Linked DNA regions of Mus musculus: all the other regions are linked to region 1. A link is a contact called in public promoter capture Hi-C data. All regions are on one chromosome and are shown on one strand. The core of a region is the stretch at or near the end of the contact, and the rest is flanking DNA. Distances in the headings are between cores, read along the strand shown.

Region 1 (4,041 bases), core at 597-3,096:
ACATCATTAAGCATTATAATATTAATGGTGTGGTCTGTCATCTGAATCTTTATGCAGCATATACTGGGTGTAGCTTAAAACCCACTGTAGGTAGATTGTTGCTGCTGCAGTTGTTTTTGAGACAAAGTCTCACTATATAGTATAGGCTGGCCTGGGATTCTTGGTCCCCAAGCCTCAACCTCCCAAGTGATGAGATTAGTTATATCATCACCTTGGCTCTTTTAAGAAATACAATAGGATATGTACATCTCTGTCAGCAGAATGAAAAGGAACAGAAATGCAATGGGAGTAGCGCTTTGGAGAACCACTGGGGCAGTCAGTGGAGTTTCAAAGGAAACCCTTTCATAAATTCAATTTGCTTGGGTTTGAGGAACCTTAGGGGATTGGAGAGACACAGTTTCAACAGGCCAGCTAGCCTTCAACTGAAAGACCCGCCTGCCTCTGCCTCTGCCTCTGCCTCTGCCTCTGCCTCTGCCTCTGCCTCTGCCTCTGCCTCTGCCTCTGCCTCTGCCTCTGCCTCTGCCTCTGCCTCTGCCTCCAGAGTGCTGAGATTAAAGGCTGACACCTTTGCAGAGTTCAAGGAAGGGCCCAGAAGCAAATCCCCCAAAGATACGGTCAATCTAAATACTCTCCCAAACTCCAATCACACAAGAAGTGCCTTTAGAGTGGGCTACAATTCAAGGGCAAGTAGTCTTTGTTGTATATGGCAAGCCAAATTTCAGTAGACAGTGGTAGAGCCCAAGCAACTATCTGGCCAGGTTAATCTGTCTCTGAAAGCTTTTAAGAAATGTAAGTCAGGATCACTAGTGCTCCACTCGTCCAGGAGCTCAGGATGAATCTCCTTTCCTTAAGTGTGCTTTGTGCCCAGCGATTGGCGATTGGCTCTGACACTGCATTAGCTACTTCAGAAATGCTGAGGTGGGGGTTGAGGGCAGGGAAAGCAAAGGACTCTGGGAGAGGGGGGTTGGTTGCCGCAGCAGGGGTGGGGGTGGGGGGTGGGGGAGTCTGACTCTAGAGAATCCAAGGGACAGGAAGTTGTGAAGAGAGCCTGAGAGCCAGCCTATCTACATAAAAACGAGGACTCAGAAGGAATTGGTGAGAGGCAACTGACCACTTGAAAATACGCTTTCCTCTTGTGGCCAAGCTTAGGGGTCAAATGGTGGCTGTCATCAATGACTCCTTTACAGAGCAACACACATTTAGGAGCTAGACGGTAACATGTTCAGGTTTTGTGGACCAAGAAGCAAAAGACAAGAAAGAATGTGGGCATTTATATAATAAGAAAAAAAAAAAAAACCAAAATTTTCAGCTTTTGTTGAAAAAACTGGAAAACAAAATATTTGAGCTAATTTTGTAAAATATACATCTAAATTAAATGACAGAGAAAGAGAATTCTTGTTGGTGAGAAACCCTTTTCTTAGTCCATCTTCAAACGTAGTCTATATCACCACTTCAAGTGCAAACATGCTTCACTCCCGTGTGCAAATACAAACCGATGTGTGGGTCTGGCCTATGTAGACACGGTGTGCACTTGAAGCCCAGGTATCACCTCTGGGTTCTGAGCTTCCGGGTTGAAAGGCTGCTCCTGGCTGTGAGGCACCACATGGCCCTTTCCTGCAATGGCTCACTGTGCCCACTTTATCTGGTTGGTTGACCTCCCCATTTAAAGGCAAGTCAGGAAGTCCTATGTGGAGCCTGGAGCTCCCCTACGGAGCAACTGTACTTGGGTGCTTCGGGACCACCCAGAGCTTCAAACCCAGATGCCCAGCCTGCGTGGGCAGAAGCAGCCTCCCAGCACCCTCCAGCGACTCTTCAGCTGCTCCTCCTCCCTCTGGCTCCTCCCCCGGCCCTCCCCTCCCCTAGATCCTGCTGCTGCGTTTTCCCGCTTCACCAGCAGCCCAGGCCACCGCAGCAGCAGCAGCAACAGCCGCAGCAACGGTAGCAGTAGTCTGCATCGCAGTCCCTTTCTCCTTCTCCAGCGCGCTCCTCAGTCCCCGGTCACCATGCCTAACATCGTGCTCTTCAGCGGCAGTTCTCACCAGGACCTGTCGCAGCGCGTGGCCGATCGCCTGGGCCTGGAGCTGGGCAAGGTGGTCACCAAGAAGTTTAGCAACCAGGAGACCAGGTGGGAGCCTCGCTGGGGCTGAGGCAGGGGCCAAAGCATGCCCAGGCCAGCTCCGCGGGCGTCATGCTCTCCCTTCCGGGGCGGGACGGCAACAACGCGGCTGCAGAGCCAGGGCGGCTGCGCCAGGGGAGAAAGAAGTTCAGCAAGGGACCCCCAACCCCCACCCCCAACCCGGGTCACCCTGGAGTCTCTACGCGTATCCTCTGGCTGTTAACCTTCTGGTGGCTGGGCCTCCAATACCCGGACATCGGCGACCTGTCGACCCTTGGGCACCCCAGGCCCCTCTTTTGCACCGGCTCGCCTGGTGTCTTCAGTCCGGAAGGACAAAATCGGGGCAGTTACAGAGCGTCTGGGAGAGTGGGCGCAGTCTGTGGGCATCACTTCGGTGCCGGGAATGGTGGGGGCGGGGAGACATCGGTGGATCCGCCCGCCCCAGTTTCCAACTCTCTGCCAGACAGAAACCCAGAATCCTGCATGGTTGAAAAGGCTCTGCACGGGTCCTGGGCACTGGGTTTATCCCAGGGAAACTTTCGAATGCCACTTCCAGCCGCTGGCGATCAGAGTACTGCCAGCTGCTCAGGTGACTCTCCAGAGCAGCAGGCTGGCCAAGCGCTGCCTTATCCAGAAAGGTGGGTTTGTGCGGGAGTTAGGCAGAGCGTGGGAAAGCGAGACGCACGTGTTGAGCGCTCGCACCCTTCCTTTAAACTTTGTTGCATCTATCATTGCGAATAGCTTCTTTGTGTTTGTGGAGCTTAGCTGCGCACAGCAACAAGACCCCAGTTTGTTCAAAATTCCACCGGTTTCTCACATTAGCAAAAGGTGCCACCAGGCAGGCGGAAGCTCTCCTCAGCTTAGACTAGGGATTCCTTGTCCTACTTGCCCAAAGCCAATTTCTTTTCCCGAATTCTATTTAGCACAGTTAACCAACTATACAGTGCACAGTGACAGATAACCGTTCTATATTTAGTAGCGCACGAATTCATTCCGCAAGTTTTACAGAAAAAAAAAAAGTCATTCTCCGTATTTACAAAAGTTAACTTAGAAACGGATTGTAGACACAAACGTCAAAACTAAAACTGAAATTTCCAGAAGGAAGCACAAAATCTTGATGATGGAATGAATCGAGAATTTGGTTGTGAGATTAAGGGCATTTTTTTTCCTTTTGGTTGTTTTATTTTGGTTTGGTTTTCGTTTTCTGGGACAGACTTTTGCTATGTATTTAGGCTGGTATTGAACTCACCCAGGTAGTAGTCCAGGTAGGCTTCGAACTCACAGGAGAACCCTTGTTTCTACCTCCCAAGCATTAGAATTTCGGGTGTGTGTGTCATCAGACCCAGTTAGATTAATATTGATGACAAAGATGATTTTTTTCTAGAGGTTATGTGAATCCCGTGTGACCTTTTCTAGGTGGTAAACTCCATTTACACAGCTTGGGTGATAATAGAAGAAACCTGTGGACAATTCAGGTGAAAGAACTGCCACTTTGTTTACTTATTGACATTACATCCTGATTGAAGTCCCCCCTCCTCCAAGCCACCCCCTAAAATAAATTAATTAATGGGGGAACAAAAGGAAGTAATCCAAACCTTCCAGGAGTCGGCAACAAGAAAACAACAATGAAATGAACTGTGACATTGAATTAAGAACAGTGAAAAATTTATTTTCATAAGTTAAAAACAACAACAACAACAAAAGAATGCCACTCTGGGGTTGGGGAATGTAGTTCAGTTGGTAGAGTTGCTTGCAGGAGTTTGCATGAAGCCCCTGTGCAGCATCAGATCAGGATATGCTGGCACACACTACGTTCTCAGCCCTTGGGTAGAAGAAGCCAGAGAAGTGGGAATTCAAGAGCATCTTTGGCTACATGAGACCATGTCTATTTTTTTTTTCTAGTACAGAGGATGTATTCCAGGTCT
Region 2 (4,041 bases), core at 491-2,990, 1.9 Mb before region 1:
TCTCTATGAGAGAAGGCAGAGTGTAAGAGAAGCAATAATTGTGGGATAGAATGGATAATTGTGACACAATAAAGAATTTTGAGGAAGGATATAGAATTTAGAAAGGGCCAAAGGGCCGGGGAAAAGAATTAAATATTTTAAAAGTGGAGACAACATGAACATGTTGAACGAGAGAAGAATTGTAGAACACATAGGAAAATTTAAAAAAAATGTATAACACAAATTTTAAAATGTTTTAACACAAATAGATAATATATATTATGCAATTACGTTGTTACCTGTGAAATCATAGACGCAGAAACATCAAAACAGAATTAACAGACTAGATTTATGTATTCCCAACCTATGGCTCACGATCTGTAAATCAGATATTTACATTATTATTCATAACAGTAACAAAATTATAGTTATGTAGTGGTAACAATAATTTTATACTTGCGAGGATCATCAGAACATGAAGATCTGTATTAAAGGGTTGGAGCTTTGAGAGGTTAGAACCACTGCCTTAGAAGAAGTTGTACCACTTGGACCGACAATGCTCCCCACAAGAACCAAAGACTAGCAAAAAACCAGACTATCACTGAAGAGGGGGCATAACACTTTAAGATCCAGAGTACCAGGAAGTCTGCTGTGGACCAACGCTCCTAGAAATGTCTTCATAAAGAAGACCTAAACAATGGTCACATTAATATGAAAGGGGGCCATTTTCATGGGGTCCCACAGAACTCAAAGCAGGAACCTGAAGCCACCAAGGAATCAAAAGCCATGGAGGCCATGGAGGTACACCACATACTGGCTTGCTTGGTCCCATGGCTCACTTTGCTTTCTTAATATAAGCTAGCCCATCGGTGGTACCGGATACAGATATGGAGAAAATGTCCCCATAGGCTTGCCCACTGGGCCGTCTGATGAAGACAGTGACTCCATTCAAGTTAACAAAAACCTAACCAATACAATAACCATCTCCTATCTGCTGGTTTACCCTACACAAGTAATATAAAAACGTACTTTGTGTAATATGAAATATACTACTTAGATGAAGGCTGTGAATTCCATGGAGTACACTCACAACGGTTGCCAGAGTCCTTGAAAGGACTAGGCGGTGGAAGTTTAAGTGCGTCTACTTAATTATAGCACTTTATTCCACAAATAAGCACAAATATCGCTTGTTCATTAAAAAATACAAGTTGAGCGGGCGGTGGTGGCGCACGCCTTTAATCCCAGCCTTCAGGAGGCAGAGGCAGAGGCAGGCGGATTTCTGAGTTCGAGGCCAGCCTGGTCTACACAGTGAGTTCCAGGACAGCCAGGGCTACACAGAGAAACCCTGTCTCGAAAAACCAAAAAAGAAAAAATACAAGTTGACCTTTCAAGAACCTAAGGAGATGACTTAGAAAAACACAGCGACGTGCCTTACCCCTCGGAAGCGACACCCCGCGGTTCCCTAACTTCTCACCCTGAGCGGCTTACCGGCCGGCCGGCGGAGTTAAAAAACACCGCCTGGCCCGTAGGGGCGGAGACGGAGAGAAGGCTCGGGCGCCTATAGGCCGCGGAGCGAGAAGGGGTGGACCGACCCGCCCTTAAACACACCGCCCCGCACGTAGGGGCGGAGACGGAGAGAAGGCTCGGGCGGCTCGAGGCCTCGGAGCGGAAGGGGGTGGGAGCGATCCGCCCGACCTGACGACCGTTCCTCTCCTCAGCGCGAGCTTGCCTCGTGCTCCCGGAAGTCCCGCCTTCGGAACAGGAAGTAACGGCGCCCGAGAACGCCGGCTGTGACCGGACGTTAGCGGTGACCCCGCGTGAGGAAAAACCGCGGGTGCAGCCGAGCGACTTCGGCTGGGCGGTTCGACGCGCTCGCGGCCGCGCCGCGCGGGACAAGTCGGAGCGGAGACTTGGGGGCAGGGCGGCGCCCGGGTTCGGCTGGAGCCGGCGGCTGCCGAGTGAGTTCGGCTGGGCAGGTTGACGCGCTCGGGGCCGCGCGGCGCGGGACAGTCGGCGAGGTGACTTGGGGACAGGACGGCGTCCGGGTCCGGCTGGAGCCGGTGCACTGTGCAGACCGCGGTGCCGGTGGGACGCGCATAGACGGGAAGGCAACACTGGTGGCTTCCTGCCCTTCGCCGCTCCTTGCCTCCCGTTTTGGTGACTTTTTTTTTTTTAACCTTCCTATTTTCCCTGAGGCGCCTGCCCTACTGGGAACACGGGTTCGAGGCTAGTTCAGTGTATTTTCCCTTGGACCCCACCATCAAGACTACACCCGTCTTCACGACGTGGTTGCATCTTACAAGTTTCCAGACTCTGGCACGGGTCCCCAAATGGTGGCATAGGCTTCAAGGTATTTTCCCAATGGAGGCACTGTTTTCAAAGTGTCCCCTCACCACCCCCCACCCCCACCCCCGAACCAGTGCCCTACCTCTTACTCTCCCAAGGGATGGTGAAAAAAAGCCAGGGCCAGCCAGGATCAGAATAACAAGGGGATATCAACTGTTTAGCCTCCACGTTTTAATCTGATTTCTTGCTTTGGCAGCTGGGTATTTTAGATTGGGAGTGACCCCTGTGATTCCAGCCATGGGTGCCTCAGCATCTTCTCCTGCTACTGCAGTAAACGCCTCGAATGCTTCAGATGGTCAGCCAGCTTCACCACCTTCAGGATGCCCGATGCATAAAGGGCAAAGGAAAGGTAACTTGCCTGTCTCGAAAATTAAAAGAAAGCTAGTGATTCTAGAGCGGTGGTTCTCAAACCTTCCTAATGCTGGACCCTTTGACCCAGTTCTGCACGTTGTGGTGACTCAACCACAACATTATTTTCCTTTCAACGTCATTACTGTAAGTTTGCTTCTGTTCTGACTCGTCATGGAAATATTGTTGGAGATAGTGCGTTGCCAGAGGGGTCAACCCACAGGCTGAGAGCCACAGTTCTAGAGTTGTAGCTTGGTAGTGAGGCTTGCAAAGCGGGACTAAGGCACTCTGGGGCTGGTCCAATTTGGCTGCTCACTAGATATTATCATAAACAATTTTTTTTATATCTCACAGTCTGTCATCTATGCAATTTTTCCTTAAATCAGCCTTGTCTTTCCAAAGTTTACCAGTGCCTACATCAGTGGCTTTCAGCTATGCATGTAAAGAGCCATCATTGAATACATATTTTGGTTCTCACAACTGAGAGGAAATGGTTCTGCTGACATAGACTGGGGTGGTATTAGATAGTGCTAAATAGACATCATACAGCCTCAGACATGGAGTCTTTGGTCCATAAATAGTAAGGGTGCCAGAGCTGAATAAACCTCGGTGTAGCTGTTTGAAATACACTACTCCCATATCTGTTAAGGTCTTCATCTAGGTCAAAATCAGCCTTCACCAAGTGAATTTATAGAGCATTATGTCAGTGCTAGGCTGGAAACAAAACAGTTCTTTAATGAGTGCATGTCTGCTGTAGACAGTTGAGACCGGGACAGTGTTGTATGCTTACTGAATGTGCATGTTGTTGGGTCCTCATGCTTCCAGTGTCACCATTCCTCTTTCTCTCCTCGAGCCAACTTTCTCCAAGAGGTCAGCACTTATCCTGTGACAAGCATTGCTGGGTTTTGTTTCTTCACTGAGAGAGAAGTAGATATAGTAGACAAAAATTCTTTGCCCAGGAGAGTTTACATTATCATGTCTATAAACCAGTGTGACTGTTTTATAGCCAAGGAAAGAAACTAAAGCTCAGAGTAATTTATGTACTTCAAGTCATGTAGCTAGTAAGTGGCAAAGTTGGTGAAAATTCTGTGACCTTGGACAAGGACAGATCCCATGGTCTCCTAGTATTTCTCCTAGAAGTTGAGACAAATCAGACAAAGCACGTGTGTCTTTGCTCTGAGCTTCTTTCCTCAAGTAGTTCTCTGCATGATTTATATTTTATCTATTTTAAAGACTTGTCATCCTGGTTTATTTGCATTAGTAAGAATGTGAGTGTTTGTAGGAGACTAAAGGGCTTCCTGGTTATATGATGTGGAAACTGTAACGCTGTTTTCTTTCTAATAGCCATCTGGGATGGATGCTCTAGGA
Region 3 (4,041 bases), core at 750-3,249, 1.3 Mb before region 1:
TAGGAAAATACTTAGATGAAAACTTGACATTTCTTTGAAACATTCACCAAGTTTCTTCATCTTTTCCATCTTACTCCTGGTGTTTTAGGAACAATTAAGTGTGCCTATTTGGTGGTCATCTGAAAATCAGAAGTAACGACAAGAAACGAGAGCAACTGTAAGTTCCCATGAGTAAAGATTAGCAGCAAGGAACTGCTACTTTGCTCACCAACGGGTTCCCAGGGCAATGATTTATTCCTCTTTATGAAAGATGAATTGAGTGGTCATCCAAGGAATACTACCAATATTGTGCTGAGTAGAGGAAACACCACATTGGATCATTTCTGAAGGGGTCTTAGATTTGCTAGTCAGTGAGGCAAAGCAGTTCTCTCCCCCTTGGATTCCTGAGTGGAAAGGTCCAAATTGAAAACCTGTACATTAGGGGCTGGAGAGATGGCTCCACAGTTAAGAACACTTGTCCTTGCAGAAAACCCAGCTTTAGTTCCTGGCACCTACACGGTGACTAATAAGCATCTATAACTCCTGTTCTAGTAGTCTTAAAGCCTTCGTCTGTCCTCTGCAGACACCAGATACATGCAAGGACAGCATTCATACGCATAAAATAGTAATCTTAGAAAGACCCACAAACAGCAAGAAACCTGACTTTTACTGTGCTGAGATATCATATAGAAACATACCATGGTGTACTTTGGCAAAAAAAAAAAAAAAAAAAAAAAAAAAAAAAAAAAAAGCAAAACCAAATTTCCCTCTTAGGAATGAGCAAATTATTCTGGCAGACTGAGCAACAAGTAGCTAAATGACCTTACATTATATATGCCCCTTCTCAAAAGTGAACTAGCATATAAGAATCCTATCCTCATAAATGTTCCTTTCAACAAATTGTATGTACCCTCTGCTCCCGAGGCCGAGCCCAGAAGGGCCAACCATAGCAGGATGATGGCAACACCCCCCCCCTTGCTTTCAATTTGTAAACACATCTGAGAGCCGCCCTCTACTTTTGCATTATGCCAGGTTACATTACAGATCCTCTTAGTTTTCAACACTTATAACTATCTCTGCTGGTTTGCAGAATAATACAGCACATATTTTGTAAAGAAAAAGGCAGAGAAATTAAGCTATTAAAAAACTACACATTGTCCTTATAACTCCCTAGGATAGAAAGGAATGAGAAGGTAGACAGGGTAGTAAGGGATAGAAGTGGGGAGGGGTAGTGTATATGTTCACAGATTTGAAAAAGAAATAAAATGAAAGCAAACAAACAAACATACATCAAGGTTGGGCTTGATGGTGCATGCCTTTAATCCCGGTACTAGGGTGGCCAGGATGTAAACACCTCTATTAGTTCAAGGCTATCCTGGCCTACATAAGTAATTCTGGGTCAGACAGTACTACATGGTAATACCTTAGCTCAAATCATCCCTAATAACAATGATAACCAATAATAAATAAATAAAGTTTGTATTACTGAAGTAAATTCTTTTTTGCTTCCAGAAGTCACTCTTAAAGGAATATCTGATGGTAGTTTCTTTGCTCTTGAGTTTTGGGGAGTGAGGCTCTAGATTTTTAAACATCAGATATATTTTGTGCACTTGAGGGAGTATTTATTTTTATTTAAAGTCTACATTTATTTATTGTATGTATGCACATGTACACACAAACACACACCACTGCAGATGTGAGGTCAAAGGACAACTTTCTGACATCTGTTCTCTTCTTTCAGGGCTTGGTTCCTTATTTCCTGCAGAGCCATGTCGCTGGCCCTCTGGAGGGGAATTTTATAAAGAGATTTCAGATGTTGCTCTTCTTTCAGTGATGATCAAAGGGCTAACAATCCACTTTTTTTCTGCAGCACTCTGGCTTTTCTGAGAATAGCACTCTTGTCTTTTTTGGTTGTTAGCCTAGCATTTAATGGCTGAGCTACCTCTCTAGCCCAGAACAGAACTCTTCAAAGCCCATTTTCTCTTTGCAGGCGTCTGCCTCCACTTTCGGTTTTGATTTGCCAGTAGGGGGCAGTAGGGAAGGAAGGCGGGACAGGAGGCGGGGGCTCATCATGATCTGCTTGCTTGCTTGTGCTGTCTCTGGCGATTACAGTCGCCAATTTTTAACACTTCCTGGACTATCTCCTTAGTAGGCACGAAAAAGCAGCAATAACTCCTCCTCCTCTAATATGAGTCTGGGGCTTGAGTCTCTCTCCTCAACTCCTGGTCTAGCAGCTGGCCCGCACGCCCTCTCCATAGGCTTAACAGGAAGAACTGGTTTGCAAGCCAGATTGCTTTCTGCACACATTTTCATTCAGCCTTCTTTCAAAAACTCCTGTATTAACTACCCGTAGTCTTTACTGATTTTGACGCTGACTCAGGAATGCCTCCTCTTTAAATACTAGGTCCACACAGGTTGTGCCAGAATCATTCTGCGGACACGACCTCTAGAAATTCTGTTTCTGTTTAAGCTTTCTAAAACGAACTGCAAAACTTTTAATGTTTTTATTTCCCTACTTCCGAGAGAGTTGGCTTGGGATCATTCAGAAGCTAAAAGTTTGAAGCAGATCGACTTTGAAATCCAGACCCTTGGTCCTTTTTGAAGTTTTATGATTTTTTTTTTCAGTTCCCTGGAAGATTATGGGATTTCGAAAATCCTTTACTTCTCACTGCTGGGAGTACAGGTTGGGCGGTCATCCCCAGCCTTTTGTTATGTCTTTTCTTTCCCTCAAGAAATTAGCTCTTGGGTTTACAAATAATACTACACTTTTCTGTTTTCTAACATTTATTTTTATGCTTTAATTATTCCCTTCATCCTACTGAGACACATTTTTCTAAAGATGCAAAGATAATTAATATCCTTTTAGGTAACCATTCTCTCTTTCTCTTAAAATAACAGGCATCCAGTGTTGCGATTCAAAAATACAAAGGCAAACTAAAAGGCAGACATATCAAAGCACAAATAAAAAGAGAGTCAAAGCCATCCATTATCCAATTGCTATAGCTGGCCACTGGAATCTGGCACATTTCCTTATAGTGTCCAATTTCGAAAGCAAATTAAAATTAAGTTCTCAGCTGTAAAAATTTATTACATAAAATTTACCAGATTAACTTTTTCCTTTTTTAATTTTTAGATCTAAATACTTTACTTTCTATGTATGAATGTTTTGCCTGCATGCTAGCTTGATTCCCTGGAATTAGACATGATTGTGAACCTCATGCAGGTGAGGAGAATCCCAGGTCCTCTGCATGTTTATTTGTTTTGTATAAGATAGAGTCTCAAGAACCCTATGCTGACCTTGAACTTATTACATATTGGAAAATGACTTTGAACTTCTGATTTTCTTGATTCTCCCTTGAAGGTGAATTAAAGGTCTGCCTCATCATGCCTGGCTTCCCATTATCATTTGTTTTTTCTTTTTTGTTTTTTTTTAATTATTACTGTGTGTATGTGGGGGCAGGAAGGGGTACAAACCATAAGGCCTGTGTGTTGATCAGAGGACAACTTGGCAATGGTGCTGGGTCTCTCCTTCCACTGAGTGTGACTTCTAAGAAACAAATGGAAGTTATCAGGCTCGCATCTCTGCAAGTGTCTTTACCCAGTGAGCCATCTAACTGGCCTCCCCAATTAGCATTTTAAGTGTATAGTTAAATATATGGAGCAAATCATTAGAACTTTTCCCTCTAGAACATCTCAAAGTTTTTTCATAGAAACAAAACCTTTTAATTTTCTACACTTCCCAGCATTTGTCAAACACTAGTGTACTTTATCTCTATCAATGTGGCTATACTGTGGACCTCCAATAAGTGGAACTCTGCAGCATTTGTCTTTCTGTGTCTCAATTATTTCTCTTAGCATAATGTATTTAAGAGTATTTATGCTGTAGCATGTGTTGGAATTTCTTCCTCTCTTAAAAGGAACAAAATACCGATGAAAGGAGTTCAGAGATAAAGTTTGGAGCTAAGAGGAAAGGATGCACTATCCAGAGACTACCCCACCGGGAGATCCATCCCATAATCAGCCACCAAACCCAGACACTATTACATATGCCAGCAAGTTTTT

What was found. Promoter capture Hi-C pulls out the DNA fragments that hold promoters and counts their contacts.
Region 2: a contact with region 1 is called in a promoter capture Hi-C map of pre-B cells, with 6 times the contacts expected there. The contact joins the promoter of Hccs here to the promoter of Prps2 in region 1. A contact is called at or near these places in 8 of 39 promoter capture datasets (the C10 cell line, cranial neural crest, frontonasal cranial neural crest and 4 more).
Region 3: a promoter capture Hi-C map of hippocampal neurons shows a contact between it and region 1, with 9 times the contacts expected there. The contact joins the enhancer-like site here to the promoter of Prps2 in region 1. A contact is called at or near these places in 13 of 39 promoter capture datasets (the 3T3-L1 cell line, 3T3-L1-derived adipocytes, the C10 cell line and 8 more) and 2 of 115 datasets of contacts at active chromatin or transcription factors (large pre-B cells and pro-B cells).

Annotation. Positions count from the first base shown.
Region 1 is chrX:167,380,554-167,384,594 of GRCm38.p6, reverse strand. Prps2 (phosphoribosyl pyrophosphate synthetase 2) reads left to right here and starts at 1,846. Exons shown (of 7, transcript NM_026662.5): 1 at 1,846-2,125. The coding sequence starts at 2,004.
Region 2 is chrX:169,318,071-169,322,111 of GRCm38.p6, reverse strand. It overlaps Hccs (holocytochrome c synthetase), which reads left to right and starts at 1,740. Exons shown (of 7, transcript NM_001331049.1): 1 at 1,740-2,136; 2 at 2,522-2,674. The coding sequence starts at 2,563. Gm15246 (predicted gene 15246) reads right to left here and starts at 1,717. Exons shown (of 6, transcript NM_001361166.1): 1 at 1,415-1,717.
Region 3 is chrX:168,637,854-168,641,894 of GRCm38.p6, reverse strand. No RefSeq gene overlaps it. Among named protein-coding and RNA genes, the nearest start is that of Gm39550, 15 kb to the right of the region's middle. Within about 2 kb of position 1,999, at least 82 of the 459 cell types and tissues checked have an H3K27ac peak or open chromatin away from gene starts, as enhancers often do. A contact at or near this core is called in pre-B cells and pro-B cells, where this site is marked.